3 separate regions of the Mus musculus genome follow, and regions 1 and 2 are each linked to region 3. The links are chromatin contacts, called in public promoter capture Hi-C maps. All regions are on one chromosome and are shown on one strand. Each heading gives the region's core, a stretch centred on a gene start, on an enhancer-like site or on the middle of the called end of the contact. The rest is flanking DNA. Distances are from core to core; before and after follow the strand shown. Region 1 holds the start of Hykk (hydroxylysine kinase 1). Region 2 holds the start of Chrna5 (cholinergic receptor, nicotinic, alpha polypeptide 5). Region 3 holds the start of Tmem266 (transmembrane protein 266).

What was found. Capture Hi-C pulls out chosen DNA fragments and counts their contacts.
Region 1: a promoter capture Hi-C map of adipose tissue shows a contact between it and region 3. The contact joins the promoter of Hykk here to the promoter of Tmem266 in region 3. A contact is called at or near these places in 1 of 39 promoter capture datasets (cranial neural crest), 1 of 15 datasets of contacts at CTCF or cohesin (pro-B cells), 5 of 484 Hi-C or Micro-C datasets (adipose-derived mesenchymal stem cells, cortical neurons, cranial neural crest and 1 more), 4 of 115 datasets of contacts at active chromatin or transcription factors (the NIH/3T3 cell line, astrocytes, bone marrow-derived macrophages and 1 more) and 2 of 9 other capture datasets (adipose tissue and liver).
Region 2: a contact with region 3 is called in a promoter capture Hi-C map of liver. The contact joins the promoter of Chrna5 here to the promoter of Tmem266 in region 3. A contact is called at or near these places in 3 of 39 promoter capture datasets (the C10 cell line, hippocampal neurons and pre-B cells), 2 of 484 Hi-C or Micro-C datasets (both in embryonic stem cells), 2 of 115 datasets of contacts at active chromatin or transcription factors (astrocytes and embryonic forebrain) and 5 of 9 other capture datasets (adipose tissue, embryonic stem cells, liver and 2 more).

The regions. Positions count from the first base shown.
Region 1 is chr9:54,915,674-54,920,359 of GRCm38.p6, forward strand. It overlaps Hykk (hydroxylysine kinase 1), which reads left to right and starts at 1,617. Exons shown (of 5, transcript NM_177351.4): 1 at 1,617-2,185.
Region 2 is chr9:54,980,218-54,984,618 of GRCm38.p6, forward strand. It overlaps Chrna5 (cholinergic receptor, nicotinic, alpha polypeptide 5), which reads left to right and starts at 1,271. Exons shown (of 6, transcript NM_001373901.1): 1 at 1,271-1,504. The coding sequence starts at 1,399.
Region 3 is chr9:55,324,901-55,329,173 of GRCm38.p6, forward strand. It overlaps Tmem266 (transmembrane protein 266), which reads left to right and starts at 2,013. Exons shown (of 11, transcript NM_172923.4): 1 at 2,013-2,100.

The sequences.
Region 1 (4,686 bases), core at 367-2,866, 410 kb before region 3:
AAACGGATCAGTAGCAGTAGGAAAGTGAGAGAAGGTGTAGCGAATTCAGACACTGCAGAGAGGCCTCAGAAAGCAAACATGGTTACAGGAGACTCAAGTCACAGTCGCCAACATCAGAAAGTGCAGAAAGGTCGTCCCTATTTGAAGATTAGAAAAGAAATGTGCTAGGCAATGGTGAGGCATGCCTTCAATCCCAGCACTCCAGAGGCAGAAGCAGGTGTTCAAGGCTGGCCTGGGCTTCAGATGGAGTTCCTGGACAGCCAGGGCTACACAGAGAAATTCTGTCTCGAACCTCCCCACCTTCCCCCATCCCACACAAAGAAAAAGAAAAACAGATAAACATATTTCTAAAGGGGGCAAAGGAAATTTCTCATTACGATAGGTGTTGACGGGGATTGGAGAGACTATCCGAGTTAATAATCCCAGCACTTGGGAGGCAGAGGCAGGCAGATTTCTGAGTTCGAGTCCAGCCTGGTCTACAAAGTGAGTTCCAGGACAGCCACGGCTATACAGAGAAACCCTGTCTCGGAAACAACAACAACAACAATCATTCATCATCATCATCAGAGTAACGATAGCACCCATGAGTATGCCAGAACAAGAAAAAACAAGTGAGATATGCATACAGCACCATAACATAAGGAGAGCAAATTGCAAACCTGAGTGACAGGTGTACAGGACTCTTCCAGCAGGGAGTGCTCTGGTCTATCAAAAAGGTCCTGCTTAGCTGGAGGAAGGCATCCAGCTATGTGGCTTAGTGTGGTGGTTTGAATATGCTTGACCCAGGGAGTGGCACTATTTGGAGGTGTGGCCTTTCTGGAGTGGGTGTGGCCTTGGAGGAAACGAGTCGCTGTTGGCATGGGCTTTGAGACCCTACAAGCTGCCTGAGGATGCTGCTTTCTTTCTCTCTCTCTCTCTATTGTACTTCGTTACCCCGCTTAAAAACTGGTGCTACCGCCTAGATCCTGAACTGGGAGTTGGTAAGCACGGTCTGGTTAAGTAAGGGTCTATGCCCTTTAGACTTCAGTTCCCGCCAGCACAGACAGTGTAGGTCTGTTTAATAAATGAAGCCTTTTCAGATTGGGACATGCTAGTACAAAGACAGCGAGCCCCATTTCCTCACAGAGAGGGACCGATCCTTGTAGTTTCAGAACCAGGATTCCTTTCTGGGGAGAATGAACCTCTAGTCAACCTCTATGAAGATGGCCTTCAGGATACTCTCTTCTAGAAAGAGCTGGATGGAGTGAGGAAAGAAAGGCAAGATGCTATCTCTCCTGGCAGCTTGCTGACAGACTTGTGCTCCAAGTCGCTGCCAGGACTAAGCCAACCTGGTGAGAATTGACAGATACCACTCAAACCCCAAGGCCTACTAATTGGCTACTTGAGAGCCAATCAGAAACGAGTTTTGACTAGAGAGCCGAGATTGACAAGGTTGTCGGATTCCAGACAGCCAATCAGAAGCCAGATCTCTGAACTCTATTGGTGGGATGGAGAGGGTTGGGCCAGAACTGTCAGTAGTGTGTACTGACTGGGCGGAGGGATGTGGGAGGAGCCAATAGGAAGGCGGGGCTCGCAGCGGCGGCGGGTCCGGCCCCACCTCCTGCACCGCAACCACTAGCTGACTGAGGGGAGAGAGCAATCGGCCTCAGGACGTCCGGTCGCTGTGCGTGAGAGGAGGTGGAAGAGACTGAAGCGAGTCAAGGGTCTCTCTGAGGGGACATCCCCGAGAAGCGGCGGCGGGCTCCTGCAACCCTTGCGCTCCTCAAACTCACTGCGTGCTGACGCGGCAGGTCACTGCCCAGCCCCAGCCCTGCTGAGATTTCAGTGCGCAGTTTTGAGGGTCCCACCCTCCGCGGGCCTGCATGGTTTGGGGGTGGAAGCCATCCTAAGGCTCCTCTGGACCTGAGACAGGCCGGGAACGGGTTGTGGGCCACCTCCCTCCCATCGGCGTCTTTCGCTCCTCAGCAAGACCCCCTGGAAGTGAGTCTTGCTTCCAATCGCCCTTGGAGTGTAGAGTTCCTGCAGCCCGTGAGCTGTGAGTGGAGGCAACTCACGAAATAAGTGCAGGGAACATCACTGCCTGCTTCCCAAGCCTGGAAGCTCACAGCAGAGGGGTCGTCGAAGACAGACGTGGAGAAAGTGCTAAGGCAGAAGTCACAAAGACTTTGTAACACTTTAGGAGAAGGTGAGAGGAAAGACTAGTTTATGTATTATTATTATTTTATTCTTGTGTACTTTTCACCAAGTGCAGAGTGTAAGATCCACTCCCTCTCCATTCCCCTCTCATGCAGCGAAAAATTATGGAGTCTGGTGCAAACCTCCTGCTTAGAAGTCCTTACTGTTTGAGGTTGTTTTTGTTTGTTTGTTTGTTTGTTTGTTTCCGGCTCTAAATATTGTTGACAAGAAGTATACTAACATCTATATAGATTTCGATTCGCTCTCCACTCTCTCCACACATGGGGCGCATTTGATGAAAATGGATGTCTCTGTTGTTCTATTTTTATTTTTTAAGTTTTTTCTTTATGTGTATTTGCTTTCAGTAGCATGTTTCAATGTGTGTCCTTTTTTTTCAGGTTGTGGAGTTCTTTCTATATTCAGCAAAAAGGCTCAAAATTCTTCGTTGAACTCTTTTAGAGGCAGTGTGGCTAAAGTTACGGAGGTTGGCTGCCCAGCTGGTGCTAGGACTTTTCACAGCTCAGTAACTGTTTGGTACCAGGTTGTCCTGTGACCAGACCTGCCAACAGTACTTTGTAAACAGGACTTTGCTTTAACAAATAGGACTCTTCAAAGAGATAATTAACAAGCCCCCTTTAAGGACATGGGGATGTTTTCTGGAGATTGGCCTTCACCAATTGCCTTCAACAGTCTTCAATTTTAATAGCTTTTTCTTTTTGAGACAAAGTCTCTCACAGTAGCCGGGGCTAGCTTGGAACTCAATAGGTAGTCTGGACTGACCTTCAACTAGCAGCAATCTTATTGTCCTGTCTCTGGATTGGCAGGATAGCAGATGTGAGCTACCACACCCAGCTCCCTGTCAAATCCCTATCAAGCTCACTGTTGTTTTTAATACCCTTAAATTCTTTCAGACCTGAGAGGATTTCATCTTGGAGTTAGGGTTTCAGTTCACATTACATCCTGAGCACTAGCCTTATTCTATAAATATATTCAGAAGGAATGTTTAAAATTCCTTGTAAAGTCTTAGAGCCAAAAGCAGTGTAACAGGATGTATCAGTTTCCAGAAGTTTCAGGTGCAAAGATTCTTTTGAAGCCCTGTTTAGTCTTTGTGATCATAAGTTTAGTGTCAACACCTGAAGGGCTTAATTGGCTTCTGAAAGCAAATACTGTGGTCAGAAGGTAAACATGAGAAGTGTTTGTCAAGAATACAACAGCTTGGTTGGGCACATGTTTTACTTCGTAGAGACCTTGCCTAACATGCGCGAGGTCCCGAGTTTGATCCCTAGCGCCAAATAAGCCAAGCATGGTGGTACATGGGAGGTAGAGGCAGGAGGATCAGAAATTGAAGGCTATCTAATACGTTTAAGTCCAGCCCATGCTACTCAAAAACCGAAAACAAACATAAAAGAATACAACTCGGAATTGTAGGCATGTGCCGCTAAGCCTGGCATTCCCGTGGTTGCTATAGTTCCAAACTCCAGTTTCCATACTTACACATTGGCCACCATCCGAAGTGTGCCATCTTCCAAGCCCTCAGAGCTGAGGTCTCAGTGGAACTGAATATTAGTTTTGGACACATCTCTTAATGTCTTTGGACCTATGTTTCTCTGTAAAGTTGGCAGACGAGAGAAAAGATTGGATTAGATAATATAACAAAGTGCTTCTCTGACCCGCGTTTGTCCATAGAACTGTACCTTCAAGTTGTGAGGGAAATTTATAAATAACTTATGGCCCAGGATTTTTATTCATCTAACATATCTACTTCTATTTTGTTTGTTTTATTTGATACCAGGTCTCTCTATATTGCCTGGCCAGCCTAGAACTTGCTAGGTAGACCAAGCTGCCCTGGAATTTGAAATAGTCTCCCAGCCTCTGCCTTCCAGGTGCTGGGATTATAATGGCATGGACCATTATCCCCTGACAGAACATCAATTTTTTAAAGGTTATTTTAATTTTTAAATGTCTCTGTGCGGGTATGGTGCACATGTAACTGCAGATGTAGCACAGAGTGTAGCTGTCCAGCGGTCATAGATTAACTGGGTTACCTGCAAGGGGGGATGGAAATGAAAGGAATGGGGTGCAAGAGAAGGATGAAGCCAAAACAAAGTTTCTGCTCAAGGCTCAAAGTTTAATTTTGAGAATGCATTTATATAGGGAAAGCCCACAGACCCCATCCTTTGTTTCAGCTGAATGTTGCAAAGCAACTCACTGGGCAGTCTGCTCCTGTAGGAAATTGCAGGTGCGGCAAGGGCAAGGCAGAAGACTCCTCCTGGGTCGAGGTCCAACTGTGGCAAACACTTAAGATCTATTTGGCCCGCTCAAGGCTGGGGGAAGGGCACAGAGGAGTCCCCTGGAACTGGAGTTACAGGCGATGTAAGCCACACAATGTGAAAGCTGGGGACCAAATTCAGGCCTTCTACAAGAGCAGCAAGTGCTCTTAACTGCAGATCTACCTCTCCAGCTCCAGGTCATCTGCTTCTTCACCTTATTCACTAATTGATCATTTAAACT
Region 2 (4,401 bases), core at 21-2,520, 350 kb before region 3:
GAGCTAACAACCATTAACCCAGCTTTACCACTGACAGGTATTGTGATCTTCAGTAATTATTCAACTCCACTCTCCACGTTCCTTAGCTGTGAAAGTAGAGCAACACTCTAAAGTCACCCAAACACTGGCAAGAACAAATGGTATAAGTAGCTGTAAGTCCTATAAATTCTTCAAAGTATATATTTGCTGTGTAGGGGGTTAGGCACTGTCTCACTCTTGTGCAGAGGTGTAATTAACAACTGGCATTGTGAACACCATACACATCTTTTATTCTCTGGTTCTTTCATTTGCCTGCTTAAATACACTCGCTCATTTGGACATTGTTTCCATTTCCCTGGGTATACTTGGACCCAGGGGGAAAAGGTCTTAAATGACTTTTGCCTTTAAGATTCTTTGCAACCCGGTCTCACTTAAACAGATTTATGCAGTCTGAAGGTTGGAGTGAGATTTCTGCCTATAATGAATTGTAGAGGTGCCAACTCCATAATTTTCTGTGAAAAATCTGGCATGCTCTGCCACTGAAGTTTAAAGATAATTTGCCTGAATCTCTTCAACCAAATGAAGCGTTCTAATCAATTATGAGCAGAGGCAATGAGATACAGTGTAGAGTCTACAGGGATTTGTGACGCAGTCAGCATCGATCTCCATCAAAGTTGTAAGGGAGCAGTGGCAGTCGAAGGCACTAATATTTACAATGCCAAGTGATGACCGCACAGGCAGCATGGCCTACTCTGGAAGCAATTGCCTATCATTTTCGCGGATGACTTGAATGAATGTCAGAGCTGTCAGTCACAGTTGTCCTTCAGAGTCCTCCAGTTTATCCATCTCATTTACAAGGAAGAGAAAATAGACGCACAAAGGAAGAGTGATTTGAACAAGATGCAGATCTCGAATGCAGGTCTTCTGATATGGATCACTTAGTATCTACAGCAGGGGCATGAAAGTCCACAGCAGGGAGGCAGTCTTGTTGGCTCACTCGGGGATCCAGAGTTTACAGTTCCAAAGGAAACAAAACCGCACCAAAACAGAGGTCAGGACAGTCTTCGCACCTGTCACAATTCTTGCGGAAGGCTGAGAAGGGGGGTGACAAGGTAGCACCAGGTGTGGGAAAGGCGGAGCTACGAGTTGATGAAGCTGGACCCGGGGCGGAGCCTAGAAGGACAGGGTGTGGGCTCTGGGGGCGGGGCTGCGGGCCATAGGGGCGGGGCTAAGCGCCGCGGCTCCGCCCTCGAGCTCCGCGGGCCTTCCACCGAGTGGTAAGGTGGGCTTCGTGCAGAAGCTGAAGAGCGAGCGGCGAGCGGCTTCCGAGAAACGAGCGGATTTCGGCGGCAGCTCTTGTGCTCCGTCCCTCAGGGCCCGGAGTAATCCGCGAGGCAGCCGTCGGCGGGCGGACGGGCGATGGCGGCGCGGGGGTCGCGGCGGCGCGCGCTGCGCCTGCTCTTGATGGTGCAGCTGCTGGCGGGGCGCTGGCGGCCGGCCGGGGCGGCGCGGGGCGCGCGGGGAGGTGAGCCGGGGCGGGGCTGAGGGTCGCGGGGCCCCGCAGCAGGGCTCCGCTCCCTTTCCCTTTCTTCTGAAAATTCGGGATGAGGTTCCAGGTTAGCACCCAAAAGCAAAGAAAAGGCCGGTTTTGGCGTTCGGTGGCTGTCACCGTTGGGCGGCTGGTGTAGGGCGTGCCTCGGTACAACTTTCCAAGAGCGTGCTGCTGTCATCGGGCTTCCCACTTGGTGGCTGGTTCTCGGTGTGGAGACTTTGGGCTTAATGTTCGCCTTTGAGACTTTATAGTTTACCCTCTTCTCCCTCACTCCTGGCAGCATCTTGGCCAGAAGAAGCAAACGTTTGCAGAAGAAACGTTTGCTAGGCAGTTCACATGCCCAGACTTCGGGACTCAAGGATTGTATCTGGGTTCCTCGCTCTTTTGGAACAGGGCTCGCGCGTACCACCCTCCCAGCTCGACCCTCCACGTTCTCCCGCGCCCCATCTCCCTCCCCTGGTTAGCGTTTCAGATGTTGTGGGTTGGGATAGAAACAAACAAAACAACCTAGCTAGTACTTTGAATTTACAGTGCTTTAGCATATTTTAGTCCGCCCTTTTAAGAACTTTGGAAAAAAATACTACCGTTTCTGGAGCACCTGTGGTGTGTCCTATATTAGAGAAGGTGCGGCTCCTTTAAGTGGAGGGTCGCTGCACTCAAAGCTCAGTTTTATTGAGATGAGGAAATCTGGCAGACCTTTCTTTCCTTAAGGTTCTTAAATTGTGAGTCCTGGTTTTCTTTAGGAAGTGGTAACTTCGCAGGCTAGGATTCCCGATTACAGGACCGGTCTACTGAAGAGATGAAATCTTTGCAGAGTGTAAACAGTTTAGAGAAGGAAAGGGGTGCCCTTGTCTTAATTTATGTCCCCAGTGTGTCTTGTCTTAAGACAGAATTCTCTCCACTGCGTTCTTCCGTTGAACCAGGAGGACAACACTGCTTGCTTTTCTCATCCGTTTTCAGGATTGATTGGTGCATATAAAACGCCAGGCAGTGCCTGACAGCCTAGAAAATGGTATCCCTGCCACTCTTGATGGAGCTGGGAATTTTGAAAAGGTTTCTCTGTTTTAAGATAAATCATTGTTGCTGATTCTTCAATGGTGTAAACTGCTAACTCTTGTGAGGCTTGGTGTTTTAACCAGACTTGATGACCTACTCCTTTCTTTTCCCACTCGGTGAGACTTCTTTAATACTAAGCATCTTTATACTAGTTTCCCCCCCCCCCCATGCGAGCTCCTTAAGATCCGATTCCTTTGTGTGTGGGTATGCGCATGTGCTGGTAGAGGAGAGATCAGCCTTGGATATTGTTCCTGGGGGTGGGGGAGCTGTCCAATTTGGTTGTTTTGTTTGTTTGTTGTTGTTTGTGACAGTCTTTCACTGTGACCTGGGGCTCGTGGTTAGGATAGGCCAGTTGACAATCCTGCTGAATTCCATGGATCTGCCTGTCTCTGCCTTCCTAGTGTTGGGATTACTAGGGCCTCCTTGCCAGGCCTTTTACATTTTGCTGTGGGTTAAACCTAGGTCCTTGTGCTGTGCAGCAAACACTCGACAAGCTGAGCCATCTCCCAACCCTCAAGACCTGCTCTGCTTTTCCGTTTATCTTGGTATCCTTAATACCTGGTTTATTATAGGAGACTAGTGGATGTTTATAAATGAGTGGATGGAATAATAATAATGGATATTTTCTCACATGTAAGAAAAGGCCATTACATATTCCCCTCTACAGCTCTAAACTTCTTAAGTTCTGTGCATTCTAAATGAGTGCCTTGAAGAAGACACTGATACAGAGTGATATTGTTGCGCATTTGCAAATAAATGTTAATATGCTTTTGTGTTCTACTACCTCTGAATTCTCAGTGGCTGTCTGTATGGAGTTAAGAGACCTAGGAACTGGCTGTGGGTTATTTATTTATTTATTTATTTATTTGGCTTATTCAACTTTGCTGACTCCTTATCTCTCCCTCTTTTAGATGATAGAGTGGAGGTGGATGTTTTTCAGAGAATTGATTTTATATTTATGTTTTATTGTTCTCATATTCATCTTAGGTTCTCATCATAACTCTTACGGTTTCCTATGAGCCAATTCCCAGACAAAAGAATTCTCGTCTCATCAGCCAGCAGCCATCCATACCTGTTTGGCTGAGTGAAGGTCACAGAGCTGTGGAAAGTAGCCTGGAAGGCAATTCCGTCTGCGATGAAATATAATTTACTAGTACATTAAGATAATATAGGTCTCTGAACTGACCCATGATGAGGACATTTATGGAAATTAAACAGTCATTAGTTAGGTACAGTTCTTAGCTGTGCGACGTTTTAAATGTTGAAACTTTATTTTAGTGTATGTTCTTCAGTCGAAGGAAGGTAAAATAATTTAATAGAAATATACTCGTGTGGCTGTCAACTTCACTTTTATCATTCATTATTTTTAAAGAAAGTATTGACATTTATTGAGCATGTGCACAGAGCTCCAGCTTTGTATGTTCTAACTCCTGTGAAACGACCCACCGTGTGTGAAGTATTATTTCTGTTGGCTCACCCTGCAGGATTTATTCAGGACAAATCAGTGTCTTAGGTGCTGGTGAGATGACAGTAAACACAATCCTCTGCCTCTTTAGAGCTTAATCCATCAGATGATGAGGTTGACATACAAGTTATTTATATGATTTGGTCTAGGCTGCAGCTAATGAATGAGAGAATCTAGATTTGAACTTGGGAAGTCTGACTGGGGCTTTGCTTTTAGTCACTATTCTTAGCTAACCTCATATTTTAACGGCCAACAAAAGTGAAACAGACCAGGTATTTAACTTTGGAGGGTTAATATTTTAAATATATACTTTTAGTGAATATTTTTTTCATACAATCTATTCTGATCA
Region 3 (4,273 bases), core at 763-3,262:
TAACCATGGTAGAAAAAAATGTTACCCTAAAGTGACATTGTAAGTAACGTTTTAAAGTAATATCTTCAAGTAACATCTTTAACACTTACACTTAAAAGAAAAAAAAATGTATTAGAATACAAAGTTTCTGGATAAATGGATGTAGTCTAATTTTTCTCCCTGAAAATACTTGCACTACTCTTAATATTTAATTAGAGTTTTCTTTAATTAGCCTTTCTTTGACTTACAGTTTAGAGTCCATCATTGAGCAAAGCCAAGACCTGATGCAGAGGCAGTGGGAGAACACTGCTTGCTAGCTTGAATAGCCTGCTTTCTTATAGTAAGGAGGACCACCTACCCAATGGTGGCACCGCCCACAGTGTGGGAAGGCACAGCTGGACCCTTCAACATCAATCTATGTCTACAGGCTAATCTAGTGGAGACAACTCTTGGAGTGGATTCAGCCACTAACAACACACACACACACACACACAGAGAGAGAGAGAGAGAGAGAGAGAGAGAGAGAGAGAGAGAGAGAGAGTTTTCTTTCTTTTTTCTTTCTTTTCTTTCTTTCCAACAATGTCTCCCATTCGGTAGGGTAGTCTGTCTCCTCCCTCTTGATTTTCTGGCACATGGGGTAGGGGTGGGGAGTGATTAGTTTCATGCAATCTCATTAATTCCAGGGATTATTGTTTGTGCTTGTTATTGGAGTCTAATTCAGGAAATCTTTGTATCTCAATGTTTTGCCAGATGGCTAACCAGCGAAACACTGTCATGAATGCTGTTCAAAGCCCTTAAGGAAACTTAAGTGTAGTTCTACTAAATGGGGGGTCACGGGGAGGTAGTATGGAGGGAGGACAGCATTTCTACTTTCCAGTCTATTTATGCCTAGAACCAGTAGGGGGAAATCCTGTCAAGCCAAATAACTTCTACAACTGTTTTCTCCAAGGACCCCCTGCCCCCCGAAATTAGACATTACAGATGGTTAAGAAATGTTGGTAGGTGAGGACTAAACAAAGACATACTTTTCCATGTACATTCCTTGTCTAGACATTTCTGTATCTATTAAAAAACCGATCCGAGCCCTTCAGGCGGTTCTATGTATGGTCTGGGTTTTAAAGCTTTCAATTCTAATTTCTACCGTTTTGCTAGTGGAAGAGAAGGCAAGAAAGTCGCAGGCGTTCCTGAAGGCCACGTGAACCTAACCAAATAGTGATTATTCTGGAGGGGAAGCCAATGGGGGAGAACCCCAAAGTCACTCAGGAACTTTGTGCCCTAGAGAAAGAAGGGTTTCCGATCTTTAAAGTATCTAACATAAGAAGGCCAAAACCCCAAAGGAAAGCGGCTATTTTTAAAAAACTGTTTTTAAAAACTGTTCACAGCAGTAAGCTTTTTTTTTTTTTCCTTTTCACACGTGAGGCTTTTTTTTTTTTTTTTTAAACCCCCAGATTGCTCAGTCACTCTGTCTACTCTAGGCATTCTCAATCGGGACAGGCGCTTCAAGGGCAGAAAACTCTTCATTTACAATACATGACCAACACGCACAGTGTATCTGTCACGTGAGAATGTGATGGGGACCACCGAGGGGTGGGCAATGCCTTCAAAGGCTCCTTGGGGCAATGCACACACCAGGGGCGGCAGGCAGAAACCTCGGAGGACACTGCGCGCCGCTACTCACAGCACAGTGTGTGAAAACGCACCCAGGGCGGTACCGTGGGACCGCAGGCGCCCGCCCGCCCTCGGCCGCACCAGCCAGCCTCCGCTTCGAGCTCCTGCCCCCTGTCACCCGCGCCACGAGGCCCGCTTGCCCTTCGCCGGGGGTGACTGCCCACACGCGGCCCCCGCTGGTCGCAGTTTCCTAGACAGCCGCGCGGCCCCTCTGCAGCCTCCGGAACGCGCGAGCGGGAGCGGGAGCGGGCAGCGAGAGCGCAGGCGCGGGCCCGGGAGAGCCGCCGTCCCGAAAGCGCGTGCGCGCGCGCTCGAGCGGGGTGGGCGGAGGGGCGGAGGGAGCGGCGGGGCCGCGAGGGGGCGGGGGGGTGGGGGGGCGGAGAGGGGAGCCCCGGGAGCGGGAGCGCGGGCCCGGCGCTGCAGAGCAGAGCGAATCCTGAGCTCCGGCAGCAGGTACGTGTTCTTGCAGCCGGCAGCCGCCGGGGCTTCCCCGGCTGTGGCCCGGGCGGGCGGGTGAGGGAGGCAAAGGTAGGGGCCGGATCGTGGTTTGCAGGGTGACTGCCCTGGAGGACTAGGATCCTGCAGCTGACCTTCATGTCCCGGGCTGGGGAGCCGGACGACCATCCTCTGGGGAGCACGGGGTCTTCAGATCCAGACTGGGGATCTGCTTGTCACATGCTTCTTATTTATTTTTGCAAACTGTCCTGGTTCGGGTCCAGCTGCGGATGCCTTCCCTCCTATTCTTTGCCTCTGTGTGCCATCTTGCATTTATTAATAAAACATGAAAGCTGGGGGTGCGGGAGGTTTGCTTCTAAGGGGAATCCCATTGCAGTATAGCAAGTGGACGCCTATTTTCGGTTTTCAGACGTGGTGTAGAGGTGGAAATCCCACACCCTAGGGGTTTGTGGCTTTGCTGGTCGTGACCACTTCCTAGTGGGCTTCCCCGGTTTGTCGCTAGGTGCCCCAGCGGCAGGATGGACGGTCTGGAAAGGATGGAGGGTTTCATGTCAGCCTGGCGTACTGTTCCGAGGACAGGTGCAGACAGTTCCCTGCTTGCTAACTTGCCAGGGAGGTTTAAACCCAGGAAAGAAATTCTTTCTAAATTGTTAATAGGAGGCCTTGAATTGAGCATCTGAGTCTTGCTTACTCAGACTCATCGCGGTTTTGCATCTGAAGCCGATTAAAGCTAGCCACCTGTTGGAAGTCAGACCCCATACTCCATTCTGTTTCATAGTCACCAATACTGAAATAATGAGGTCCGTAAGACCCCATTCTATCCTCTTTAAATGTGTTGCCTGCCAATTCTTTCTTTTGAAATAAATTCTCATTTTTTCCATTATATAGTTTAGACTGAAATATGATTTACTTATATTCCATATACATACATCACCATATTCTAAGCACTGGGTTTCTCTTCAGGGTATATTATCTATTTCCCTAGCTTTAACTTGGCTGTGAAGAAGAGTGGGGAAAGTGGACTGTATGTAACTGCTCCCTATGGCCCTCCCCCAGGAATAATATAGTGAAAAGAACAGAAAGAGCCGGAAGCACAAAATGAAAATGACTCGCAAGCTGTGGGGGTCCAGCAGCTGGACTGTGGTACCACATTAAACCAGGAGATGTACTTGTAGGGACCCAGTGCTGAGCTAAACGCCATTTGTGGCTCATTTCCTTGGGTCTTCACTGCAAGGCTGTCATCTCTGTGTTGGAGATGAAGAAGCTGGCACTTAAGGGGTTAACTGACTTACCCAAGGTCGCTCAGTCAGGAGCAGGGTAAAGATCCAGTTCATCTGCATCACACCCGATTGCAGATTGCAGGACGCTGGGGGCTCAGCATTCAACTTCAGTGTTGCTACCCCATCCGTCTTTTCATTAAGATCGGGTTCACGTGTGAGCGCATAGGCCCTGATGCAATTTTCCATTTCACAGATCCCGTACCAATTTTGTGGCTTTCCAAGATGAGAAACTGGTGTTCATGAGTGGCACCGCGTGTAATTTCTTTTGTGGTGACACTGAGCCTATTTTTAAACACAGGGTCCAAGGCATCCTGCATTAAAACTACCTCACATAATCAATTATGTTCAGTTTAAACCCACAAAGTACCTACAGATCATGTGGGTGCTGGCGTACTCTTCACACCCTCGCCCTGCCCTACCTGTTTGAGCACCATCTCTTGTTGTCACTGCTGGTCGTCACTCCACTGTCTTGTCACACTTGTGGGTGCTATGAGGGGGTAAATGACTCCATGTCAGCCATGTGGCACAGTCTGGTGTCTACAACCATGGCAACTATTCACTAAAAGCTCTTAGAATGTATCCATTTAACTATGGAGATATATATACATACATACACACACACACACACACACACACACATATATGTAATCTCTCTTTTCACAAGTGCATTCTTACAGCTCAGGTGTTGGACTTGGTTACACATTTGTAGCAGTTTTCATGGACTTACAAGCTGTTATAGTTTTGTGAATGGAAAATTCACCTAACAGAGTTGCTAGATTTTATACTCAGGCTGTGCAATGGAGCTAGTAGTGAGAAAGGTATGGTTGAACTTAGAGAATTAACTGGAAAGCACATCATATGGAAGACACAGCTTTTAATGATGCACACAC